Linked DNA regions of Hordeum vulgare: region 2 is linked to region 1. A link is a contact called in public Hi-C data. All regions are on one chromosome and are shown on one strand. Each heading gives the region's core, a stretch centred on a gene start, on an enhancer-like site or on the middle of the called end of the contact. The rest is flanking DNA. Distances are from core to core; before and after follow the strand shown. Region 1 holds the start of LOC123402564 (protein RESPONSE TO LOW SULFUR 2-like). Region 2 has its middle 89 kb from the start of LOC123402403.

The links. A called contact is a pair of places that touch in the nucleus more often than the background predicts.
Region 2: a contact with region 1 is called in a Hi-C map of leaf, with 2.7 times the contacts expected there. The contact joins the enhancer-like site here to the promoter of LOC123402564 in region 1. A contact is called at or near these places in 2 of 6 Hi-C or Micro-C datasets (both in leaf).

What each region holds. Positions count from the first base shown.
Region 1 is chr6H:33,778,098-33,784,703 of MorexV3_pseudomolecules_assembly, reverse strand. It overlaps LOC123402564 (protein RESPONSE TO LOW SULFUR 2-like), which reads right to left and starts at 2,417. Exons shown (of 1, transcript XM_045096486.1): 1 at 1,588-2,417. The coding sequence starts at 2,026. The coding sequence ends at 1,718. It overlaps LOC123401562, which reads left to right and starts at 5,154. Exons shown (of 7, transcript XM_045095389.1): 1 at 5,154-5,244; 2 at 5,333-5,508; 3 at 5,605-5,660; 4 at 5,981-6,095. The coding sequence starts at 5,155.
Region 2 is chr6H:34,427,502-34,434,107 of MorexV3_pseudomolecules_assembly, reverse strand. No RefSeq gene overlaps it. Among protein-coding and RNA genes, the nearest start is that of LOC123402403, 89 kb to the left of the region's middle. Within about 2 kb of position 3,792, at least 2 of the 3 cell types and tissues checked have open chromatin away from gene starts, as enhancers often do. A contact at or near this core is called in leaf, where this site is marked.

The DNA of each region.
Region 1 (6,606 bases), core at 1,168-3,667:
TTTCCCTCCCAGTTGGGCCTACCTGCCCAGCGGAATAAGATTTTCAATTTAATTTAAAATTCTCTCAAAAAAGTTCTAGTTAAAAAAAGCAGAACCCATCGTTTAAAAAAAAAGGGGAGTAAGGTTTCCATGATCGATAGACTCGCCTGAGAAGCACAGACAGAGGCTCTGTTTCTTTAAAAAGTTCTAAGATTTTTTTTAGTTCCAATTGAAAAGTCTCTAGTCCCTATTTGTTTTTTTTCAGGGACTAAACAAGGAATAAAGGTCATTAAATGATATGAAAAGGCCATGTTATCCCTATAATGTACTAGAAGTTATTAAATGGTATGCTAAAAATAAGGACACTATTGGAAAAAGGTGTCAAAAAAGTCCCCGAAAGACCCTTTGATAGGGATTTCTTCCTTCACTCCCAAATACTCTCTTTTAGTCTCTAAAAAGCCCTTATGTTTCTTTCATATAAGACTAAAAGAGATTTTTTTTAGTCCCTATAGCAAAAAGTCCGTGTAAAAAAACATTCTCAGAGTATCTGATAATTTGCACCCCCTGAGATTTACAGATAGGGCCAGGTCCACCCGTCATTCAAACAACTGGGGCAAATCATCCCCAAAGCACAGAACTAGAGCGAGCTGGAGAGTTACAGTTACCCAACACCCAACGTACCTTAACAGGCCGGTCCGTCACCCCGTCAAGACGGCACGACACGAACCTGACCCAGCACGATTTAAATGGATCGTGCGAGGCACACGGCACGCCTTTTTATATATTTTTATATTTTTAATATATACAGAGTATATACATAACATATGGTCCAATAAGTCTAAAAACAAGCCCATGAAGCTGAAACTAATCGGACCAACAGCCCGTACCTAGGCTTGGAGGCGCAGCCCACGGACTACCACGACACGACCCGATTACTAAACATGCTTCAACGGACCGTGCCGGGCCATGCACGGGCCGTTTGGCCAGGTATGAACGTACGTGCAGGTCGCTTTTCCATTGAAACGTTTGCTCGCTCCTGTAGCACTGTATTCAACTGTACGCGTACAAGTTACAACCACTGTCATCTTGCTCGGGCAAGAAACTACTCCATCCGTTTCTAAATATAAGCGTTTTAAGATATTTTACTAGATGACTACATACAAAACAAAATGAGTAAATATACACTCTAAAGTATGTCTACATACATTTGTATGTACTTCCTTCGTTCCTAAATACTCCCTCCGTCCGAAAATACTTGTCCTAAAATAGATGTATCTAGACATATTTTAGTTATAGATACATCCATTTTGTACATTTTTAGAACAATTATTTTCAGACGGAGGGAGTATAAGTTTTTGTAGAGGTTTCACTGGTAAACTACATACAGATGTATATAGACATACTTTAGACTAGAGATTCACTTATTTTGCCCCGTATGAGACGTGAAATCTCTTAAAAGAATTATACTTCCTCCGTTCGGAAATGCTTGTCCTAAAAATGCATATAATGGATGTATCTATAATTAAAATAAGTCTAGATATATTCATCTTTAGGACAAGTATTTCCGGACGAAGGTAGTATTTAGGAACGGAAGGAGTAGTCCTCTATTAGAATCTCTAGAAGCACAGAGTAATTAATTAACCTCGCTTTACATTTTGTCTAAGGAATCTATACTGCCGCTGCACCGCCTTCGTCGAGGCCGACGCGCTCTGCCTGCCTCTAGGCTGTAGGTGCTCCGCTATCTGCTGCGTGCGGCGGCGAGCTCCCGCGCGAGCTCCTGGACCTCGCCCTGGTACGCGCGCGCGAGCTCGAGGGCCTCGCACTCGGCCTCGCCGAGCTGCACGCACAGCCGCTCCTCGGCCTCCTCCGCGGCCTCGGCGCGCAGCCGCGCGGCCTCCAGCTCCGCCCGCAGCAGCGCCACCTCGCGCTCCAGCTCGGCGTTCCGGCGCCGCAGCAGCGCCGCCTCCGCCTCGCCCTCCGCGGCCTTCCTGCCGCTCTTCCAGCCCGAGGCCGGCGTAGGGACGGCAATGGAGATGGACGGCGCCATGGACCGAGATCGGAGCACGGAGAGCTCGAAAGAGAGAGAGGACCGAAACGAATCGAGTGCTTGAGTGGCTGTTATGATTGGCTGCAGTGTGCTGGGGTTGCTTTGAGATGTGGCAACTGGTGCTCGGGTTAATTTATGGGCGGGGGTGAGGGCCGGGAAGGCGTCCAGGTTCGGTGTATCTGGACGTGCGGACGGGAGGCGGCGACGGGTAGTACGCCAGCAGTGACCGGTGGTGATTCTGGCACCTCGAAAAATATCGACGGAATGGGGGAATCGAGCGAGAGTGACCGGAGGTGAAGGGTGTGGACGCGGGCGGGCCAGACTCGGCGGCTCGTTGGGTTTCCCTGGTTCAAAGAAGAGGCGAATCGAGCGAAAGTGATAGGGTGAGCTCGGGCTGTATGGTGAACAGTATGTATGAATTTTGAAAGAAGTATGCATTGTTGAATCATTGTTTTCTATTTGACTTGTTTTAAACTATTTGGTTAATACTCCCTCCGTTTCAAAATTCTTGTCTTAAGTTTGTTTAGAAATGAATGTATCAAAATACTAAAACATGACTATATACATTCATATCTAGACAAATCTAAGACAAGAATTTTGGGACCGAGGGAGTACTTATGTATGAATTGGAGTTTCATCTTCAAACTATTTGTGTGCCATGCTAACTTTGTTTCACAACTCGTTGATGCATATACGTAGATGTCATCTGAAAATGATAATAATAATGACAATGGTTGTCAAATGAAAAAAAAAAGACGTTTGGATGCAACAACCATAGTGTAAAAGTATTGTGAAAGTTGGGTGATCAAGGTCAAACCTAAGACATCCATATTAACTAGATTTGGAGGCGAATCAGGGAAAGTGCTAGGGTGAGCTCGAGCTATATGATGCACAGTAAATTTCAAAGCCAATAGAAACACTTTTTTCTAGGGGTAATAGAAACACGTTTTAGTGTTAGTTACATCCGACCTAAACAATTTTAAGACAACAAATTCAGGGCGGAGGTCGTCGCAAAAAAAGAAGAATGGAGGTCGTCGCAAGAAGAAGGGAGGGAGAGGGAAGAAGAGGGAGAGAGAGGGAGGGAGAGAGAGGGGGAGAGGGGAAGAGAGAGGGAGAGAGAGAGATGACAATGATGGATGGGAGAGATTGAACCTCGGATTTGACGGTAAGGAAAAAGCTCCACGTTGCAGCCGTAACCCGTCGCCATCTCACCACCCATGTGGTCAAGAACGCCGACCAAAACCTCCCACGTACGCTGTTTTTCCAAGGGCTACGTCGCCTTGCCATCGTGGGCCACCACCCCCTAGATTCCTATGTCCTCCACCCTAAAATGGAGCAACAAAGACCACACCACCATCGCTCATCGTGAGTAGGCTATCTAACTGTTCATTCTTCATGAAGCTATCATAGAAGATAGGAAGTCGAGCCATGAGAACTAGTTGCTCGATAGGGGCGGAGGATGGCGTGATATACCTTTATTTTTCATGATATCATCTACACCATAAGACCGACATCTTTCGAGGGCACACAAATCTAACAACACACACGCACGAAAATAACATAGGTTCTCTCTTATAGCTTGGATTGGCGATGATATATCTCACATGTTGGGAGAAATTGCCCACGTCTTCATCACACACGTGAGTAGGCTATCTAACTGTTCATTTTTTATGGAACTATCATAGAAAATAGAAAGTCAAGTTATGAGAACTAGTTGCTCGATAGAGGTAGAGGATGATTTGATAAACCTTTATTTTTCACAATATCATGTACACCATAAGACCACCATCTTTTGAGGGCGCACAAATCTAACAACACACATACAGGAAAAAACATAGGTTCTTTCTTGTAGCTTGGATTGGTGAATGCTATATCTCACATGTTGGGAGAAATTGCTCACGTCTTCATCACCCATGTTTCGGCCTAAAAGCGGTCATTTTTTCCTTTTGTTTTTATTTTTATTTTTAAAATTAATTTTAATTTTATATTTCTTTGTTCTATGAATATATATTCTTATTTTACATATTTATATTATATTTTTTTAATAAATTCATGAGTACTCTCTCTGCTTGGAAGTAAGTGTCGCTTATTTGTCCATACGACACGATACTTATTCATGGATGGAGAAAGTATTTATTTATGAGATGCACAAACAAATTTTTTGTTTAATTTATTTTAAAACATAAACATCCCTTTAAGGGCTCCATTGGTTCAAAGGAATTGCATGGGATTTTAGATTCATCATAAGAAAAGAATTCTACATTCGCAGTATTAGGATCCTTAGGAAAAAAATTCTAAGTATTACTTTGCACTCTATTTTGGAGAAACTTTCCATCTGCTCAAAACACTTGGTGCAGTTTTTTTTCCTGACATGACACACTAGTTGATCCAAAATTCCGTGGCTTGGAAATCTTATACTTGATTCAAGAGGGCATGCTACTTGAATTTAGTATTTCTCACTTTTTTTAGTTTTTGAGAATCCTGTGAACTACTCCCTCCGGTCACAAATATATTTTGAATATTTCAATATCAACTACATATGAGATATCGGCTAAAATGAGTGAACAAACATACTGAAATATGTCTATATACTACCCATGTCCCGTAATGGAAGACGCTTTTTGACACTACACTAATGTAAAAGAATATGCTACATTATAGGACGGGGGAGTACATTTGATTTAAGGAAAAACTAGCATATCTTATACTCCCTCCGTTCAAAAATACTTGTCAGAGAAATGAATGTTTATAGACATATTTTAGTTTTACATACATCTATTTTTATCCATTTGTTTAACTTATTTTTTATCCATTTCTGTGATAAATAATTTCGGATGGAGGGAGTAGTTATGATTATTTTTTGAGGCAAAGGGAGTGTTTGTGAATGGAGGGAGTAGTAATCAAAGAGGCCTTTACAAAATTTATATGGACAGCGTCACAGGGGTCAGGGCCCAACAGAATGGGCCACCTTCTGGACTGGCCTGGGCTTATGCTCTGCTCAGTGAAGTCGCCAGTGTCCGTCCATACACACCGCCGCGGCGGATAGAGTTGTTCTTCCAGAGGCGGACGCCGCGCCAGCGCCACGGCGAGGCACCCACCACCGTCCACCGCACCGCAGGCAGCGCGCCATGCTCTCCCTCCTCCCGCCCGCGCGGCTCCGCGCCGCGCCCTCCGACGTCCCCGTCACCGCGCCGCGCCGCCCGGCCGTCATCCTCCCAGTTAATCACTGCCCCGGCTCCTTTTTGTCTTTCCGGTTGTCTGTGCGCGCGTGTGTGACGCGCGGCGGTCTGTCGTAGTGGCGCGCAGGGGCTCGGGAACAACACGGGCGACTACGCGCGGCTGGCCGCGGCGCTGCGGGACGGCCACGGCGTGCCGTCCGTCGTCGCGCGGGTGTCGCGCCCCGACTGGCTCCGCAACGCCGCCGGCCTCGCCGACCCCAGCTACTGGCGGGGCACCCTCCGCCCGCGCCCCGTCCTCGACTGGTAAAACGCAGCAATCCTACCATACCATCCGCATGCGTACGCGATTGATTTTGTGCCGTCGGGTTTCACCGAACACCTTGCCTGCACTCACCGCAGGTACCTGAACCGAGTGGAGGAGGCGGTGTCCGAGGCCAGGGAGCTAGGCTCTCCAGGTTCGTCCATCAAATCATGGTGCAATTTCTGCCAGTCATCAGTGCCCTGCGAATGAAGCTCTAGCAGTTTTACTACTTCTGTGCCGTCGAACAGTTTGGACTTGACTTGGTTTCAGCTACCATGACAAGGAAATTGTTGCTTCAAATTCACCATCTAAACTTCGATTTCCTTCTGTTCCTGCTAGTTTCAGCCATCTGAAGATTCTGGGATGTATTCTCAGTTGTCCATAATATTGCAGGCAGAAAACCATGGAATAAAATGATCGATGTTCTAAAAGTGAGGGCATTCGTCTTGACTCTGAACTGTTTGATGCTTGCAGACGGGAAGCTGTCGTTGATAGGGCATTCAGCTGGGGGCTGGCTCGCGCGCGTGTACATGGAGGAATTCGGGACTTCTGACATAAGTTTACTGCTCACGCTTGGCACTCCCCACCTGTACGGTTTTTTATTTGGTCATTGTTTCAAATCATGAATATATGGTCCAGTAATACCTTATTTTTTGTTCTAACTCGCACTTGGGAGTAACGCAAGCTTAGTGGCTTGTATTCCTTAGTTTGACAAGTTCTTGCAGAAATATATGGGCCTCTTACATCACAGACATGAATTATGGAATGGGGGAAATTAGATTTGGCGCCTATTGTTACACCCCCCTTCTGTTTTTTTCTCCTAGAACATGCAAGTTTATGTTGTCCCAGCTTACAACAGTGCAAATATACCTGTTACCTTCACAATATGATCCAGACTTGTATATGGACTTCAGTAGTTTTGTGTTTACAGGATATGATTAGGCACTGTTTGGGAAGGTGATAAATATTATCCTGTTTCCTTTGAATGTGCAAATATTTTACTTAAATTTTCTATCCACTGAAGGGATTTAGCTTAATACGCTGCCATCCAAACAAGCCCTTACATGTAAAAATCTCCCAACTATTGCTATATATTTTGA
Region 2 (6,606 bases), core at 2,543-5,042, 650 kb before region 1:
CGGATTCATGATTTTTTAATAGAGAACAATTTTAAGCGCGTGAGTATTTTCAAATTTCACGAATATTTTTCAAATCTTAAATATTGTTTTAATTCATGATCATTTAGAAAATTCCTGAGCATTTTTCTAAAAAAATGGAAAATTCATAGTTGCCAATACATTTTTCAAATACATCAACATTTTCTAATTCCTGAACATTTTTCAAATCCATGGACTGTTCAATGCTTGCGGTCATTTTTCAATTAGCAAACTTTTTTGTGTTCATGAATATTTTTAAAATATGTGAACCATTTTGAAATTCACAAAAAAACAAATTCGTAATTATTTTATATCTGTTGAATTGTTTAAGTTCTTGAACATTTTTTAAATTCACAAAGATTTTACAAATTTTTGAATTTTTTACATGATCGAGGATATTTCTGAAATGCTCAAATTCCTGAATATTTTTTGAATTTTTTAAGTTTCTAAAATTCCCCAACACTTCTAAAATTTGTGAACATTTTTCGGATTGACAAACATTTTCTCCATATTCGTTGATATTTTTTGAATTCGTAATATTCTCATAATTTATGAATTTGTTGTCTAAATTATTTTTTTATTAAAATAAAACCACCAAAAAAATTGAATTGTTTTCGTTTAAAATATGTGCTTGCTCACTTGGAGACAAGACCGGTTTATTTTTGGAAAACGTTTTACGCCATCGCCTCGGTCAAAACGTTTCGTGTGGATCGCGTTTGATCGCAATAGATCTAGCATCTCCACGTCCCCCTCTCACTTTTGTTTTGCCTTATCTTCTTCTTCCTCCCCCTCCTCCGTTCCCCCGGCGACCTTAGGCGCTGTCGGCGAGTGTCGCACCTACTCCGACGCTCCGGCGAGGACTCCACCAGAGCGACTCTATCTCGCCTGATGGAACTTCACCAGCGGCGGATGCGCCTGACGCGATGAGACCACGAGAGATGATGCAAACGGGGCCAGAGAGTGCTACCATGGCGACATCCACGTGATGCAACCCCACGGCGACCGGGGTGCGTGACGACGATGACCGAGGTGACCGCGGGCTGCAACCACAACTTTTCCGTTGCCTGTAGCGAGTTGATTCTTTTTTCATATACAGTTGAAGCTTTCTGTGTCAACATTTGCAGCTTTTTTTCTGCTTGCAGTGTTTGATTTGAGCTTTTTTTTCTTAACGGTTGAAGGTTTCATATACACGGTTGAAATTTTTTGCATCCACGCTTGAAGCTTTTCTTAAAATGTTTGAAACTTTTTTTGTTTTTGAGCAGCGCTTGGTTAAAGATCTCTCTATCTTCTGATTGAAACTTTTTTCATCTAAGGTTGAAACATTTTGTGTGAGTGGTTGTATCATTCCCTGATTTGTAGTGTCGGTTGAAGCTTTTTTCATCTAGGGTTGAAGCCTTTTCATCTGGGGGTTGAAGCTTTTTTTTAGCATTTGCAATAGGGGGGAGGTGCGACCGACAAGGTGAAGACCGACGGGGATGAGCAGCGACGAGTGCGTCGGCGAGCAGTTGTCGTCGCAACCGCAGCTGCAATCGTAGCCACATGGAGATGCAACCACATGGTGCAGATGTTGCATGGGTGGAGCTGGTGGCGAGGACGGCGGCAAGGGCCTTGCCCGACGACGCGGACGGATGACAAGGGCGGCAACAGGCAACGACCGATGATGAAACAAGATGAGAACACGAGGCAAGGCGGTCGGCACGTGCGGCGGCGGTGCTCTCCTCCCATTTCCTTTTCTCCCGCGCGCGAGGTTGACAATAAAATGAGGAAAGGATGGGGAATGATCTAACGGCCAAGGATGACCAGATTCGACACATAGCATGCGACCGGTCCAAATTTAAACCGAGACACGGACGCAGATCGTTGTCCTTTATTTTTCCGGTGCCTGGCAATCGGAAGCAGTTGGGCTACCCACTTGAAGCTCACGTGGCCGAGCACGTGCTAATGATCGCGCGCCGTACATAGCACAACATGGCTTGGCCTGATTGTACATAGGAGGGATTAAAACTACCTATGACTGTTGTACCACTTTACAAAAGTAATTTGTAGTGTTTGTGGTCACGTGGTTGTCTAATTAAATAAATTATAGTTTTACTTTTGTGAGACGATTTTGTACGCTCTCACTCTCTTGTCCTTACCAATCTGTCAATCATTATCTAACATACGGTTTGGGCTTACTAAGGCCCTGTTTAGAAGCACAATGAATTATAATAATTTGGATTATGAAGATAAATTATATAATCTGATTTATAAAAATAATCTAGGTGGACATGTTTAGAGGCCAGATCATATAAACTGTAATTCAGATTTTACATTGCATAATGATCTGTCTGTCATTTATTTATTTATTTAAAAGAGAAGGGTGTCGGTGGTAGAAATGTAATTATCTCCAACTTTACAAGGATAATGAGTTATTAACAATTCATAATCTGATTTTAGCTGGGTAGAGTAGATTGTGAGTTTTTAATAATGTGTCCATCTAATTTTTATAATCTATACCATAATATGTCCTTTTTGAAGATGAAATAGATTATAAAAGCTAGATTATATAATCTGAGTGGTTTCAAACATGACCTAAATGTATCGCCAAATCACCATCTTTGTTTGATTCTCAAAGCCTCCCATGTTGCCGCTACTAACCGTTAACCGAAGATGACACTTTTTGTTTCTGGCATTCCTTTTCATCATTGTTGCTAATGTCGAACAAGCATAGACAACCGCTATTCCATCCCAACAAAGACACACAAAATCTGATTGCTCGTCCCCTTGAGTTACGTGAGAGCATGCGGTATAAGATGACTCGGCATGAGTGGATGAGGGATAGTAGAGCCTTGAAGTGGCCAAGTAGAATGAGCAAGTACAACAGTGCATGCTGTAATTTTGGCTATCAGTCGGTAGTTCCCAATGCCTCCAATACCTATGTCTATCAAAAACCTCAGTTGTGCTAAGATGCAACAAATAATACACTCAATGATACTGGATAATTCCAAGGTGTGGGAGTGAAAAGTATGAAATAAGCTATTGATCTCCTCACTGGCAAACCCCTCGCTCTTTATAGATCATCTGAATGGTGGATAGTGACGTAAATATTGTACATGGGTGTGCTAAGCAAATGATCTTTCACTTGAGAAAAAAATAATCCATTTGTTGTATACCCTGCACACATTTCACTGTTAGTCAATTTTTCAGGCTAAGACAGGGTTGTGTCGCCATGCTTAGGCCTTGGACATTGCAGAGCACAGCGAGTGATAGGGGTTGTTGCCATTTCGCCGGCGGGGGCTGTCAAATTTTTTCTCCTTTTCGATTTTACTTATTTCAATTATTTTCCATACTTTTTTGTACTTTTGGTAATATAAGGTGAATTTGTTTTCCCTTTCTGCGGGAGAGGTTAACTTTCTTCCCAATATAGGGTGAACCTTTTTTTGGTGTGAATGATGAACAATTCCTTAATGTACGAAGACCACTTTTTTCCATATATTGAACAAGTTTTAATATCTGATTAAAAAATAATTATACAGTGAGAAATTTTTTAACACACTAAATACTTCTTTAATTCCCTTCTTTAATATTTGGTAAAAAAATTCCAGGTGAACTTTTTCTATTATACACTGAACTTTTTTTCAAACACATATTGAACACTTTTCTCGAAAATATTTATATATTTAGAAAATGTTCAAAAATTACCAACCAATAAGCCGGTTCGCGACAGAGCATCGTTCACCATAGTGTCTGCTTTCCTACAGTGTATTGGCCCCAACATTGTGAGGTTGCTATAGCGCATCGACTGCTACAGTGATTTCCTATATCCCGGCTGGCCCAGCCCATTCGAGTCGGACAAATGCGAAGACGAGGTTGTTTCCCGCTTCCGGGCAAATTATAGAACCTCTAGCATTAAGGGACGAATTGACAGCCTCCGGATAAGGGAAGCGGAGTAGAGGTGCCAGGATCAAAACTTTGTGATGTCATTTCAAATCTGTGATGTCAGATAAACGTATTTTTTAAAATTTGTAAAAAGCACATGATTTCTACTTGTGTACAAAGGATTTGACAAAAACATGTGTGGCCCGTTGACCACACTCCTCTCTACGTTGCTTCGCCACTAGGAGCGCTCGACTGTGCCTGCCAATTGGTGCACTGTAGGCGCCAGTTTTTAATTTATTTTCATTATGTTTTCCAAATATGGAACATTTTCATGTGCAGATATTTTTTAAATTTACGAACTGATCTGTAAAAAGTGAAAAATATTAAAAGCCAACACTTTTTAAATATTTTAAACATATTTATTTAAACAAGATTATTTCTGAAAATGCGAATATATGTATAACATTTTGAACAATTTTAAAAATATACGCCCTTCGTCCGGAAATACTTGTCATAAGAATGGATGTATCTAGATGTATTTTAGTTCTAAATACATTCATTTTTATTCATTTGTGCAACAAGTAATTCGGATGGAAGAAGTAATACATATTATGAATTTGTGACCAAAATTTGAAAATGGGAACAAATTTGAAATTATGAACAATTATTAATAAGAAAACATTTTTTGAAACTAGCAAACATTTCTTCAAATGAAATTAAATTTGTGAACACCTGAAAAGACGGGTATTTAATGAAATTCCAAACAATATTTGGCAACAAATTTCTTTTGAAGTCCCATTTTTTTTCAAATTGCAGACATATTTGCAATTGAACTAATTTTGAAATGGAAATATATTGTGAGATGCAAAACAAATATTTAAAAATTCAACATTTTATTTGACATCCCAACATTTTTGAAAAATTCTAAACAGTATTTGAAATTTCCAAACATATTTTATAAAACATTTTTGAAAATGGAACAAATGAAAAAATAAAGAAAGTTGCTAAAAGACAGAAGGGAAAAGAAGAAAAACATAACTGAAGCTTATAGAACTGTATGGGAACCAACTTGTACTTCTAGGGATGTGCTATGCATCAGTCGGCGGATATTTTAAAAATATTCGCCGGCTCTTAAGCTGTCAGATTTGGCGCATCGAGTGACAGAGTAGCTTTTTTACTTTTGCAACTTAGGTCTTGTTGCAGTTTTTCTGCAACTATGGTCTTGTTGCAAGTTTTTTTTTTTTGCAATGGAGGTCACGTTGTCGAATTTTTTGCAAGTGTCTGTTGCAGATTTTTTTTTCAACTGAGTATGTTGCAGAAGCATCGAGTCATCGTACTGTCGTATTCTAAGGATCCAGATCCTACAACAGAGCCGTTGTTATGATGAGAGATTATAAAAACATGCTAGTTGCAGACACTTATGATGTTGGCCATGAGACATGTGGCATGCAGAAAATAGGACGGACGCCAGGCTACGATCTCTCAGATGGCTTATAAGGTTTCGTCGCCTCGCGAGTCATCGGATCTAACACAATTAATCTGTCAGACATATTACTTTAATTTGCAAGAGAGGTCTTGTTGTGAAAACATTTGCAAACAAAGAATATGTTGTGGGTTTTTTTAACATAGACTGCGTTGCATTTTTTTGTAACATGGATCGTATTGCAGAAAATTAAATTGCAACATGGGTCATGTTGTAGAATATATATTTTTGTAACATGAACACCCGTAGAATCTAGCCTGTGATTGGTTTGCAACAACCCAACCACGCTAGTCACACCTTTATGACCGGGGAGGCCACCGCCAACCGAATTACCATTTAGTCGGTCTGCAAAATACGATATATTACGGTTTGTTTTTCGAAACAGGTGATCAGTTGCAGAAATGGAAGTAGCTACAGAACTATTAGTGGCAAGGTTTGAGAGTGATAAGGATAAACGATATACGTGGTGTGTGGGCCTAATCAAGACGCGTGACAATTATAGCATGCGACGGGCGTAAGAGAAAAGCAGAGGTACTTTTAGGGGTCGGTTGAACATCAGTTTTTCCTGTACTTTTAGGGGTCGGTTGAACATCAGTTTTTCCTGTACTTTTAGGGGTCGGTTGAACATCAGTTGAACATCAGTTTTTCCTGTACTTTTAGGGGTTGTATCAAAGCAGAGGTGTACTTATGTTAGCCTTAAAAATAAATCTTCGTTCCAATGCACACTCTGTCTATTTGTCCAAACTGGGACTAGGAACCTAGGACAAAGTGTGATGAGATTGAGGATGCTATAAATTTTCACTTCATAACTGCTAACTAGAAGACTAATTGAGGCGTGTCGATTGATAGACAACTAGTTCTACATGTGTTGCACGACATTGTATTGGTGGTGGGAGCCATGAACAATGCATGGTGATAGGCTAGTTCGCGTTAGACTAAGGGTGAGCCTGGTATGAATCGATGGCAGGGTCCTATGTACAATACTGAATTACTTATCATTCCATACTTTAAAATGTCGAATTACCTACAATCAAGTACGAAGCGACACCGGGAGACAAGGATGAACGCCGGTGTTTGCTTGATGCCGGTGGTTGAAGGAAGCCTTGCTCTCTCGACCTCTTTCTTGATGCCGGTGTTTGCTTGTTTGTTTCCAACTGTGACACTGGCTTCTGGAAACGGAATGCAGCGTTGGGCGGCGACGCGTCACGTGTGTTCTCGCACGACATGTAATTCTAGCTGGCAAGTGG